3 separate regions of the Gossypium arboreum genome follow, and all the other regions are linked to region 2. The links are chromatin contacts, called in public Hi-C maps. All regions are on one chromosome and are shown on one strand. The core of a region is the stretch at or near the end of the contact, and the rest is flanking DNA. Distances in the headings are between cores, read along the strand shown.

The links. A called contact is a pair of places that touch in the nucleus more often than the background predicts.
Region 1: a contact with region 2 is called in a Hi-C map of leaf, with 2.0 times the contacts expected there. The contact joins the promoter of LOC108457191 here to the promoter of LOC108489647 in region 2. A contact is called at or near these places in 2 of 5 Hi-C or Micro-C datasets (both in leaf).
Region 3: a contact with region 2 is called in a Hi-C map of leaf, with 3 times the contacts expected there. The contact joins the promoter of LOC108457125 here to the promoter of LOC108489647 in region 2. A contact is called at or near these places in 2 of 5 Hi-C or Micro-C datasets (both in leaf).

Annotation. Positions count from the first base shown.
Region 1 is chr3:123,811,427-123,816,048 of ASM2569848v2, forward strand. It overlaps LOC108457191 (SWI/SNF complex subunit SWI3C), which reads left to right and starts at 2,488. Exons shown (of 7, transcript XM_017756101.2): 1 at 2,488-2,867; 2 at 3,004-3,498; 3 at 4,235-4,622. The coding sequence starts at 2,849.
Region 2 is chr3:124,375,707-124,379,947 of ASM2569848v2, forward strand. It overlaps LOC108489647 (ubinuclein-1), which reads right to left and starts at 2,650. Exons shown (of 14, transcript XM_053025861.1): 1 at 2,055-2,650; 2 at 1,701-1,787; 3 at 1,527-1,619; 4 at 1,308-1,384; 5 at 259-865. The coding sequence starts at 2,309.
Region 3 is chr3:123,858,595-123,863,252 of ASM2569848v2, forward strand. LOC108457125 reads left to right here and starts at 1,934. Exons shown (of 7, transcript XM_017755985.2): 1 at 1,934-4,108. The coding sequence starts at 2,557. LOC108457127 reads right to left here and starts at 1,640. Exons shown (of 2, transcript XM_017755987.2): 1 at 941-1,640; 2 at 330-862. The coding sequence starts at 1,439. The coding sequence ends at 564. It also overlaps the pseudogene LOC128290401.

The DNA.
Region 1 (4,622 bases), core at 1,238-3,737, 560 kb before region 2:
AAGGGATGAATTGGTGATTCAAAACTTTGTAAGAAAGATGAATAAAAATTGACACAATGATATATAGTGGTTCAACCCCAATTGCTTACACTCATTACCCTAGCTCTTTAAAATTAAAGGTTTCCCAAATCCATGAAACCTTTTAAGGATAAGGTTTTACTTTATAACATTATCTTTTGAATAGACAAGATAGACCCATTTCCCATTAAAGTTTTCTACCCACAACCTTAAGTGACCTCTCACAAATTTTAAAAATGAATAGTTAAAAAGAAATGCCTACCAAAGGGTTATATACAATAATCAAGCTCAGTTAAATGAATTACTAACACTTGAAAATAATGAAAGAAAATAAAACCCCAAGTGTGAACAAGAGAAATATGAAAATTATAAGTGAAAGATTGGATTTTTACACAATAAGCTTTATGAACTTGTTTCTTGTCTTCTTTTTTATGTTCTTGAGTTATATTTATACCTTTCATTGATTTCTAGTCGCTTAGAGTAATTAGAGGGAAAATTGAGTTGTTGAAGACATTTACTTGAACATTAAATGCAGTTGTAAGGGCCTATGTTTCGCTACTTGGACTTTAAGTTCTGATACCCTGCTTAAATAAAGTAATCGTTAAAGCTATAGGTACCAGACTCTAAGGTTATGTTCAAATACCTCTTGCTTTAGGGTTCAGTTCCTCTTCATTTGGGGTTCAATACCCCCAAATGTTCAAAAATTGATTTGGCACCCAAAGTTCCAGAGCACATAGGCTTGGGTCCAATACATAGTAATATATATAGACACTTATGCCCAAGGGGTTCAATACCCTTAAAGTCAGTAAGTTGTGTTATGGTATCCTTACTAATGGTATTGAACCATAGCCTAAGTTATGCAAAAAATAAGTTTTAAAAGTACTTTTAGGAGCTTCTAATCTTCATAATTTTTTTTAGATGTTTAAACAATTTTGAAAATTACTTGAAACTATTTTTTTAAGGTTAAACATGAGATCTTATAAAATTTAATTAAGGAAATATTCTGTTATATCAAAATATTTAAAAATAAAAACTAACATAAGAAAACCCGAATACATTGAAGTATAGAGCATTCCCAAACAATCTTCCATTACATTCTTTTTCACCCCAAAGATCTTCCATCAAACTATTATAAGCATATCTAAGTGAAACGATGTTATGGATCCACCAAATCTTTGATTAACAAACTATACACACAAATTTTAAGTTGAAAGTTGACTTGAAATTTCTAAGTCAAATTTATTGATAACTTTGAAAGAGAAGTTACAATCTCTGGATTTCTTTACAAAGAAAACTTATTTGATTCTTCTCTTTGATTTAGCTGTAATCTAAAGTTGTCTAGACTTGGTCTTAGATGGATGTGATTACTTCAAGGGTCATGTTGACTTCTTCTTGAAATAGGTTTGGACCTTCTTTCTTTAGTTGATTTGGATCGAAAGACAACTTTTTTCAGAAACGACTTTTGTCTTCTTCTCCAAATATGAACTGGATTGGAAGGTTGGTTTTCTTCAGAATGGGTATGGTGTTCATCAAAATTTCTTCAACTTCTTCAACTTCTTCAGATAATTTTGATGAGATCTTTTGGGCTTCTTGAACTTGTGAATTTACATAATGGCTTGGGGCCACCTCTTCTTATAGTACTAATTACTTGAATAAAAGAAGGTTCTACAAGTAATTAAAGTCTTTTATTTATTATTTTTCTCTTATTAATTGATTAAATATGAAATAATAATTTAATTTTATCATTTAATTATTTTATTTTTAATTAGGGATAAATTTATCTATTAATTAACTTAAACTAATTAGAGAAAAATAATTATGATGTCATCAAATTTTCACCATGATAAGTTTGGCTTGAATTACAATAACTTCAGCTTGATACGTGACACTTTGTAATTGGTCCGGAAATTTATGATCACATGAATCTCTAGGAAGACCTAATTGTTGTATTCAACTGTCAGACCAAAGCCGCATCGCAGTGTCATCCTAGTGACCACATCAAATTAACTTTATGAAAATCCTAGATTTTTTATAAGTGATCTCTATGGAGCATAACAATTAGCTCTTTCTATTGAATTCAAAGTATCTTATCCAGTCGATAAAAAATATTTTTAATTGAGAGTAACTTATGCTTTGAGAGTTATTTGTGGCTCGTGTAACTCAACCAACTATATCTAAACTTAAAATTTTCATATTTACTTGTGTTTCTATGACATATATGATTTTAAAAAATAATTAAAAAGTTTATAAAAATCGGTTTTAGCTAGGTTCACTAATCAATAGAATTTTTTACTTTTCATTGGACTTGTACCTTGACCGGTTAGTTCAATTCAAAAAATATTGATGAAACCCAATGTTATTAAAACTGGATTGAATCAATCAATTGAATTGAGAACTTGTCTATATATTAGTCTAAACAAGGGGAATAAATGAATCTCTAAATATAAGATTAAATCGAAAATCAATGGTATGTCGAGATTCGATACCTATTTGACTTTTATAACATTGACTAAACGTTGGTGGGTAACCGAGTGAGCCCACTAAGCCTACTCACGCCAAGATCCCAAAGGAAAAACGGTGAAGTGCGGGAGGGAAAAGTTAAGAAACAGAGGGCAGAACCAAAACAAAGAAGAGAAAGAGAAGAGAAAAGAAAAGAAAAGAAAAGGAAAGTCCCTATTCACTTTCTCTTTCTCCTTCTCCTTCTGCTAATATACTACTACTACTACACCTTTCTCGTCCCTGCAATTTTAACCCCCCACCCCACAAAATTCTTTCGCCATTTCACACACTTCCTCTCTGTAATTTCACCTTTCACTACTAATTCAATCCAATGCCTGCTTCTTCTTCAGGCAATCTCTCGTCCCTCTTTTTTCTTTTAATTATTTTCTCATTTTCCGTATCCAATGATAATAAAATTTAAGTTACCCTAATTACGTTTTTCATTTTTCCTAGAATTAATTTTTTTAATTTTTTTTTTTGGGATAGATGGTCGAGGTAGATGGAAGCGGCGGAAGCGAGAGCGAAGATTGAAGCACCAGCTGGAAGAAAAGGATGTGGTTCCGGAGGAAGACGATGAAGAAGAGAACAACGATGACCTTGACAACTCCGGGGACGATGCCGCCGGTGTCGCCACGGATCCATCCTTACCGGGCTCCAGCGAGAGTGAGGTCCTGGCCGGCGGTGGACTTCGCATCTCGGAGTTCCCTCCCGTGGTGAAGAGAACCGTGAACTGTCCTCACGGTTCCGTAATGGCGATCGTGGCATCTGAACGGGCGGGTTTGATTGGGGATAGTAAGGTGCATCAGCAGGTTGAGCTGGCGGTTTTGGAGAATGTTTCGCACGGGCAGATACAGTCGGTTTCTACGGAAGCTCCCGTTGTTGATCCGGAGAAGTATGTGATCACCCCTCCTCCTATAATGGAGGGTCGTGGTGTTGTTAAGAGGTTTGGGAGTAGGGTTCATGTCCTGCCAATGCATTCAGGTTCGGTTCCGCTGTCTCTTTAATATCTTCATGCTTTAAACTTTTGCCTGGTTTCAATTTTGAGTCTGACTTTGGCTAGCCGAAAGAATAATCTGGAAACAAGTTTAGGGGGTTTAATTTCAACAAATTTCCTATAAATCAAGGGTATAAATAGATGGAGCTTATTTATATTAATTGACTGTAAGTGGTATTAAGATGTAGGATTGAAGAGTTTCAAAGGTTTGACTTTCGTCTGTTTCTCGTAGTGAACGCAAGCTGCTAATATTTGGTGAATGTTCTTTCTTTGTACCTTTCAAAAAAAAAAAAGTTCTTTCTTTATCATCTTGAATTTAAGATGCACTGTTGGAAAAGTCTTTTGAGAAAGTATATAATTTAAGGTCCTTTTTGTATTTGACTGGGGAACTTTATAATCGTTTTTTTTATGTGAGTTGATTAGTATCTAGACTAGACCTTCTTTTGATTGGACTCTAAGAAATGTCTTGAATCTTGATCTAGCTCAGACAGGAGATGTAATCTAAATTAAAACAAAAGTTAAGCAATTTAAACTTGGGTTGGTTTTATTTACATGATATGTGTGTCGTGTCATGTCATGTCATGTCATGTCATGTCTAGCATTAGTAGAAGAAATATGCATTATAAACTCCAAGCTTATGTTGCACCCTCTCTCTTTGTGAACTAAAATCTTCTTATTCGTGTATTAATAATTGGTTGTGTTTGTGGGTTTCCTTGCAAGTAGAGTGGTTTTCACCAGCCACAGTGCATCGTCTAGAAAGACAAGTTGTGCCACTTTTCTTCTCTGGGAAGTCACCTGAACACACGCCAGAAAGATATATTGAATGTAGAAACCAAATAGTTGTCAAATACATGGATAATCCTGGGAAGAGAATTACAGTTTCTGATTGTCAGGGGTTGGTAAATGGTATCAATAATGAGGATTTAACTCGGATTTTTCGGTTTCTTGATCACTGGGGAATCATCAATTATTGTGCAGCTGCACCAAGTCATGAGCCATGGAAAGTTGGATCCTACTTAAGGGAGGAATCAAATGGTGAGGTTCATGTGCCATCAGCTGCTTTAAAGTCTATTGATAGTTTGATCAAATTTGAAAAGCCGAAATGTAGGCT
Region 2 (4,241 bases), core at 1,400-3,899:
GGCTAATAAGAAGCACCATCTTTCAGTTGAATAGATCTCATGTAAATCTATATTAGAGCTTTCTATTACCATAATACATACACAAAAAGCCACTTAATTGCTAGTGTTTCAGATATTGTAGGTTGTTGTTAACAGAAACCGTCTTCATGTCAAAACTCCAACTAGGTTATGCAGTTACTAACTATGACTAAAAGAAACCAGCCAATGGAACAAATTATTTAAAAAAAAAAGTTTGAAGATTTAAAGAAAATAACTTACTGCTGTATGCATAGCATGTATGCCATCAGAAACATTAATGTCTGGCAACTCATGGATGCCATTGTTTTCTCTCAGTCGAATTGATTGTTCAAGCTTATCAACATTGCCGCTTAGTTTTCCATGTTGGGATTTCGATTGAGCGAGATCACTTTTATCATGGTATTTCTGATGCAAAACATCAGAGGATCCAGTTGCATCTTTCAATTTGTTACTGACAACACCTTTTGACTGCAGAAATCCCATCTTCAAATTCTCAATATCCTTGACATCTGCCAAAGGTGCAGAAGTGTCACTATTTGGATCTTTCATATATGAAGAAGAATCCAATGCTAGTCTTGTCGCAGAAGATTTCTTCTTGGAAGAAACACCAGAAACTGGTAATTGATTCAGGACTTTTCCATCCCTGTATTGTTCATCTACTGCAGTAAAATTCTGAGAACTAGAATTATTCTTCCCCAGAGATGGTTCAGCCGTCCCTGCAACCATCTTTGCTGCCTTTGCATGTTTATTTGACACATGACCATCATCACTCTCACTAGGAGGTTTTGCAGCCTCCTTTCTTCGCCGTTTCTTGGGCTGCTGGTTAGGCATTACAGGAGGTTCATTTCTTGAAAGAATGAAAAGAAATCAGTGAAGCAAAGTTAGAGGAAATCCACTACTAATGGACTTTTAACATTAAAAGCTAGAATTTGTAAATGTAAAATAAAGCTTAGCCCACATTGTAATTAGAAACATAAAATAAATATGGAATAAAATGTGCAAGGGGAGCGTGACAACCACTAAAATTGCAACATTCATGCTATCAGGAAATGAAGTCATCAGCCTAACTGTGAATCCAATTTTATTTTTCATCTTCTACCCACATATGTGCCTATTTAAGAGAAAATAGTTCATAAATTAACCCAGCTTTAACCAATAAGAGATGTGTGGTGTACAGTTGCTCCTGGTATGCCATAGGATGCATATGTATAGGCAAGAGGATCCTTACTAAAACTTTGTCACCAATAGGTGGAGAAGCAGCAGAATAAGAACAGTTCAAAGAAACTCACATTTTTTCCAATTTTCCCCTATTAACAAAGAATCCATCATGTTTTATAGCTGAATTATCAACTTCAAAATACTCATCCTGCATAATGAACAATGAAGCAACATTATGAACCAATAAAAATACATTCCGCCCTCCTTGTTACAATAAGAATAGCATAACTACAGTTGCATAAAACCAACAAGACACATAAAAGATAGAAGCAATAGATTTTAGTGTTTACCAGCTCGGCATCATCGATAAAAGAGTCTTCTGTATCATATTGATCATCATCTGGAGTCTCATCCAGTTCTTCCTCATCACTGCTATCTTTACCCTGAAAAAGAATTTCACTTCACATTAACATATTAAAAGTGCAGCTCACAATTCTCGCAAACATAATAAAATATAAAAATACCATGTAAAGACGTTCAATCTTCTCAATAACAGCACTGAAACGATTTGGGGCTGGCTCGTCTTTCTCTTCTTTTACAGCCGTTTGTCCCTGATAATGTCAAACATAATTAAGAACGGGTGAAAAGGGGAAAAAGCAATTACCAAAATTTCTTTCAGTTTCCCACATTTTCTAGGGAACCAAGTAAATACTAACGCATTCAGATATACAATAAAACAAAATTCAAGCACAATTAATTGAATAAACTACAAGAAAACTACTAAGTCAAAATTGGAGTAATCACGCATTTTAAGAACATTAAAAATAAGGAAAAAAAAATAAAAAGTGAAAATTAGGGATTGAATAAGCGGCTCTTACAGGAGCGATGCGAGACTGGAGATTAGGGTGGGCATTCGGAGGCAGCTCAGGTGCCGGAGCCGCCACTACAGACGCAGAAGCGGCAGAAGATCCACGGGCCCGGTTGGCGTCTTTGACAAGCTTCCTCCACGAAACATATGTTGTCTCTCCTGGTCGGAGCTCAACCGTGAAAACTTGCCGGTCACCAGCCTTCATCACCTTGGGTGCGACCACTCCGGAGGGCTCACCGGTACCACCAACACTATTATCTTCCATAATCAATTCCGGGTCGGGTAAAACCCAGTGGGTTGATTTATTTGGGAGCAGAGACGCTGCTGGCCTAGTTTAGAACATTAACCAGGTTTGCTTTTAATGATGATCACATAAAAGAGAGGCAAATGCATCAAATGCAACGAGAGAATTTCAAAAGAAAAAAGAATTGGGAACTTAAGTTTCTGATATTTTCTTTGGATCTTTTTTTTGGAGATGAGATAAGAAATAATGCAATTTCGGTAAATCTTTTGGAGGTTGGGTAGAAATTGAAGCCTTAATTTAGTTCTTTTATTTTGTATTTTAATGATTTTTTTTTTTTACTTAGTATAGTAAAATCAGTATTTTTAATAGAATTTTTGGTGATGTTGTTTAGTAAATTTAGTATCTTCGGTGAAGTTTTTAATAATCCTTTTTGTAGCAAATCCTGTTTCTTCTTATATGCGATCAGTAATTAAATTCAAATTATGTTTTTATATTTTATTTGGATAGTATTAGATAGATTTTAGTAAACAATGATTAAAGTCTCAAATAAATTACAATCACTGAAAGATAAAAATTACAATAAGAACAAGACAGATGTCCAAGAGGCCTATAAATTTAGTATCGCGAAAATCAGAAAACTTTATTAATAAAAAAGAGTTTAGGTCGATGATCATGATACGTAGATCCTCGATGTATGTTTTCACCGCTGTTGCAACCTGAAACAACATATGCGAAAAGCTCAAGAGTAAATCAGGTAACTTTAGGAAGCCTAAAAAAAGTGTAAATAGTTAAGTGTGACCATTACATGCGGGAAAGCAGTTATAATTCTAGTAGATGTCATTTTAATAATCGATGGGCGTGCAGTAATCGGAGCTAATATAGACGTGGAGTATGAGTGTGAGCGGTTCCTAGATATCAAGTTGTCTAAAAAGAAAATTGAATTAAATGAAATGTACATTGTTGAAAGAGGCGTCTCAAACTGGTCACTCCACTACATACAACTTTGGGGGAGATGAATTGATATGCCAAAGTTATGATACTTTCAATGGTAAGAGGATTGTTGTTGCCATACAAGTTTGGCAACAAGATCTATATCATGTATCTTCCTCTATTAAAGTCTTTTGAGATGATCGATACGTCCAGCTAAGGTTCAACAACTCTGGCATATTTGTACAGAGTATTTTGTAGGCAACTCAAGAACCAATCGATGAAGTAAATGATTATTGCTATGTCTGCAAACATGAGCGTAGATACATATGTCGTGGTTAGCACTCATCCCTTCCCAATCTTAGGAATTCTCTCTTAATATAATGTAAACATATAATTGTATATAATAACTTAAAATGTACTCAATTACCAATTTTTATAATCTGCTATTGCATTGAATTTTGAATAGATTTAGGGGTCACTCAGATCATACTGTTATAGAATGGACCTTACTTGGATATGATGAGAAGTCGATCAACAAGCCAATAAAGAGGTATGTTGATATTGTGTTCACATCCAATACAATTCATTATTCTTGTTAATGAATGTATTTGCATATATCTGCAATTTTTGTGGATGGTGTGTACCTAGAAAAAAGTGTTCACTATCATACTTGGGACAATTTTTAAGCAATAAGTGTTATTAAGGGTGCGGGTGCTTATCATTGTTTCCATAGCATGGAGTGCCAGCATCCTGACCAGTTGAAACGATAGTTTGGCTTTGCGTAAGATCTTTTGGAATACCTTTAGAACATCGATCGGCTTTCTAGGGTAAATATGAGAAAGCAAGAAAAGCATTGGCCAACAAAGCATGTACCATGGATTTGATTGCACGACAGTGTACAAACACTAGGCAGAGAATTAGCACAAACTAGAAAGATTTAAAAGCGGCTTTGACTACAAGTGTGACAAGCCAATTGTAATATTTGTAAGTGTACAATGGAACACTTAAAGTATTCTAAGGATC
Region 3 (4,658 bases), core at 684-3,183, 520 kb before region 2:
AGTGCTTCATTTAAGTTGTTACCCGATAGATCATTGCGTTGTAAACCAAAAAGTCGACCGACGTTGACTCAAATACGTGACAACATGAATAGTCATGAGAAGTCAAACCAACCGAGATTATGCAGGTGATGTAGGAACCTGGGCCATACAATACCATTATGTCCACATCGAAGTGATGATACAAGCATAACACATCATTAACATCAATTTTGTTGAAATATTAAACACGCGTTTTTGTCATACAATACAAATCAATAAGTTATACAACTTTCTTCCATTATTCATGTACAGTCTTGATTTAATATTATGAAATGATAATAAAGACCAACTTTAATGAAAAAATGATATTGATTTAAAAACATAATAATGTACAAAATCGATACAATAAAAACGTTTGATATTTATTTCAATGTGAACATAAGAAGTACAATAATAAAGTAAATCAATCTAATCCCCGATTAGAATATGTGTTACATCGGGTTAACCAGCGGTTGCGAGACGGATTCCTTCTTGGTTCGACCTCCGGTATAGGTTGTGGTCTTGGCCTATCATCTTCTTCACCTTCATTTGTGGTTGATTACGACTGATTGCTCCTTGGTTACCCGTGCATCCTCCTGTCTAGGAATATGTGGTTGGGTAAATGATCCACCTTGGTAGAACAATGATCCTGGAGGTATTTGAGGCACCATCGGAATAGAGGTATAACTATATTGTGTCCCATACATCGATGACATAGCAATTGGACTCTCGGTCGGTGCCCGAATCATAGATGGCCCATACGTCGTCGTTGGCATCGTCGTTGTCGAAAATATCGATGGCATCAGCATGTAATACACCAGGGATAAAGGTCCAAAAACAAAACCTAGCATCGAAGTAAAAGTAGAAAAATGTGGAGAAATATATAATGCTTGTGTGAAAATGACAGGGTTAGTATACGCACCAGAATAAGACGAGACAAACTGACTTAGGGGTGGTGCGGCTATCGGTGTTGGTTCTTGTGTAGGTGCTGACAACGGACCCACCTCGCTAGACCTTGGATGTATAGGCGCCTGTCGTGACCTCCTCGTATGTGGTTGTCGACTCCTCGCCTCTTCCCCTAACAAGTATAACTTGCCATAAACCCTAAACCATTGTATGTACTTCGGATCGTAGGCTAGCTCTGGAACGACAATGACCTCGCTAGTAGGTAAAAACTCGTACATATTGTTCCACATGTTGATATATTGTGCGTGGAATATCAACCTATTCTCATCTATCCTCCCTTGCAAGTCGATAGGATGTAGATCATCGAGGTCTTGAGGTGCCACTGAAATTTGTTGCCTGAACTCGAATTGCTGCAACACTCTATCCGACTCGTACATCTCTACAGTAGTGTTCACTACCAATAACACCTTCACATGCCAGATGTTGGATTCACCAAAAATTTCGATGGGATGCATTCTTAAATTGTCGGATCCTCATATGACATCCATTCAAACATAGTTATATATATATATATATATATTACTAATTAAATAGCCATTGAAGAAAGTAGCACCTTACTCTTAGGGAAAACACTTTCACCTGGAGGTATTTTCAGGTAACTTAACTGAAAATGCATTCAGCTGAAAATATTTTACTTACAACTGTTGTAAGCGTTTTCCTGCAAAACATAAATTATGATAAATGCTTTAGATTGAGCAGAATGGTATGCATATGCTAACATGTTTAAATATGCATTGAACTTCTCATGCGGTCATGTCTATTACTCAATTTGCATATTTCTTAAACATATTGTGTTCGTGTTTTTTTATTGTGATCTGTAGCATCTTTCTTCATCCTCCTAACCTTTCTGAATAAAATCTCATCATAAATAATTAAAAAGGCAAAAAACGAAAGTAGCTATGTATACTCACCAGCTCCCCAGCCAGTTCTCATCCCAAATGCTTACTGGAAATTCCCAATGAACTGAAATAACCAAGGGAAAAAGATCTTATCATGCTTAATCATGTTATATATGTCTCAAACTCGAATAACGTCAGATTTTCAGACTTCTGTTGGAGCTTTAAACAATGGCAAATGCATCGTATAAAACAGTGGATTGCGAATCCAGGCGATGAATTTATAAGAAAAAGGATCCAATTCGGGACTTCTAGGACTCACTGTTAGTGACACGAGAAACAAGAATGAGCTGATGAATCCACCTAGAATGGTGAACAGTTCTGAGGACGCTAATTTTCCTCGAAACATCATTTGGAGTGAAAGAATGACGGTAAATAGAAGAAACGAATAGAGCATTGAATTTCTTGATCCTGCCATGCTCTTTAAACCCTCAATGCGCCGCCGTACGCCGCCGGTCCCTCTCCGTTGCGATATCGATACGTCAAATTTCAGAGAAAGATGTATTCAGAGAAAACGAACTGCTGGTAAAGGAGAGTGATTTTGGTATTATTTGGAAACTGTAAGGGTAAAAATGTCAGAAGGTAGATTTTGGTCAAAGTGAAACGACGTGTTTTTTGGGAGGGTACTGCTTTTTAAGAAGACGAAACTTCTTTCTTTTTTCTCTACCCGGCGGCAATGGAGTCGCAGGACTTACCGGAATGTCCGGTCTGTTTGCAACCGTACGACGGCGCGTGCACGATCCCGCGTGTGCTCGCGTGTGGCCACACGGTGTGCGAGTCATGCCTATTAAACCTCCCTAAGAAACTCCCGGGAGCAATCCGATGCCCCGCGTGTACGGTGCTCGTCAAGTACCCACCGGAGGGCCCCACGACTCTCCCCAAAAACATCGACCTCCTTAGACTAATCCCCGGCGGCTCTGAAAATCCCCGAAAACCCGTCAACAAATCCAAAAATGTCTCCAATCTCCCTTTCCTCCCTCGTTCTTGGTCCGACGAGTTTTATTCCAACTGGAAAAGCTACCTTCTCCGTGACGATACCGTTGAGAGAGACCAAGTGAGCCTTTTGCCTGTTGGGTCTTTTTCAAGTGGCGAGGAGGATGGTTCTTTGTTTAAGGCTGGATATCTCGTGAGAGTTATGGATTGTTTGCGTGAAATGAAAGAAGAGGAAAGAGAGGACTTGGGTTTAGTTTTAAGAGCTTTTACTAAGCAAAATTGTAGAATTTGTAGAGTTTTGGGTCTGTGGGGTGATCTTGGGGATGGGGTTCTGTATTTAGTGAGTGAGAAGCAAAAATGGGGGAACTTTTTGGATAAGGACTTGGGGTGTTTTGAGAAAGAAGGGGTTTTTAATTTTGCACTGATGGGTATGGAAATGTGTGAGGCAGTCATTTCTTTACATAAAGAAGGGTTGATTGCTGGTTGCTTGAGCTTTTCTTGCTTTCAATTGGATGATTTTGGGCATATATATCTTGATTTGAATGAGGTGTTATTGACTGGAAGGGGAATTCAAGATATTGTTGCAAATGTTGGATTTAGTGGGAACAAGATTGGTGACGGAGAAATCGGTATGTTGTTTAAAGATTTGTTGAAAAGGGATGTGTTTATTAGCCCTGAGGTGTTGCTTAAGCTGTTAGAGAAAGAGGGTATTGGGGTAGAGTGTTGTAGCTTGAAATATCCAATAAGATATAGCTCGGATGCTTGGTTGTTAAGTTGTATTCTTCTTAGGATTGTCAATGAGGATGTCTTTAGTGATGAATGGGTTGAACATATGTGCCATATTATTGTGAAAGGAAGTGAAAATAGTGAAATAGATTGTTCAAGTGTCTATACAAGTTTGATGGAGAAAGTGAGTTCTTTATTGGGAACTAAATTTGGTGCCGAATGTGCATCTTTGCAGCAGATTCTATGTAAATGCTTGGATCTTGATCCCGAGAATCGTTCACTAGCGGGAGATGTGTGGAAATGTATTAGGGAGCTAGTTATTAAACCTCAGTTTGATAAAATGGTGAAATTGGATGGTGCAAGTTATGATGAGAATGGAGGTCGATGTATGGTTGTTGGGAAATTGTGTCTGTTGTCCAGGGAAAGAACCGAAACACAGGAAAAATATGAGTTACCAGGAAAAGAAGCAAATGGTGCAACAGACATGGTTAATGGTCTTACAGAGGGCAGAATTAAATGGAAAGATTTGCAAGGCCATCTTGATTGTGTTACTGGATTAGCTGTAGGAGGTATAGTTTCTTATCTGTCTTTAACGTATGCTGTTTCAATTTTGATACTGCTGACTGCTAATTGGTGGAAAGGGTTCTTAGTAGTTGATACCTTGTTATGGCTTTTGTATTTAGGAACTTTACAAGCATAAGGCCTGTGAATATTTGGTAGTTTGCTGCCACTTCTATAAAATGCAATAAAAAATTTTAACTTAGCATTCGCTGTTGCATGGTGCTAGTCCTAGTATAGTCATTATCCACGTTACAAGGATTCCTTTTGTTAATAAGGTGGCTGTTTTGAGGCCTGGGTGGGAGGGCTTTGGTGATTTGCATTTCGATCATTGAAACAGAGTTTCTTCCATTACACAATTGCGTGTCACATGATCCTGGACCATGATTCTTCGAACCTTAAGCTGCCTCATATCCGGTTAAACAATGTTGTTTTACCCTTCTCTTTTCCTTTTCGATGTTAATGGTATGCTGGATCTTCTTCTTGACATATATGGTTTTAAATGATTTCATGAATCTTAGGTAAATTTAGGAGATGTATTCATATTTTCTTTTTGCTGTT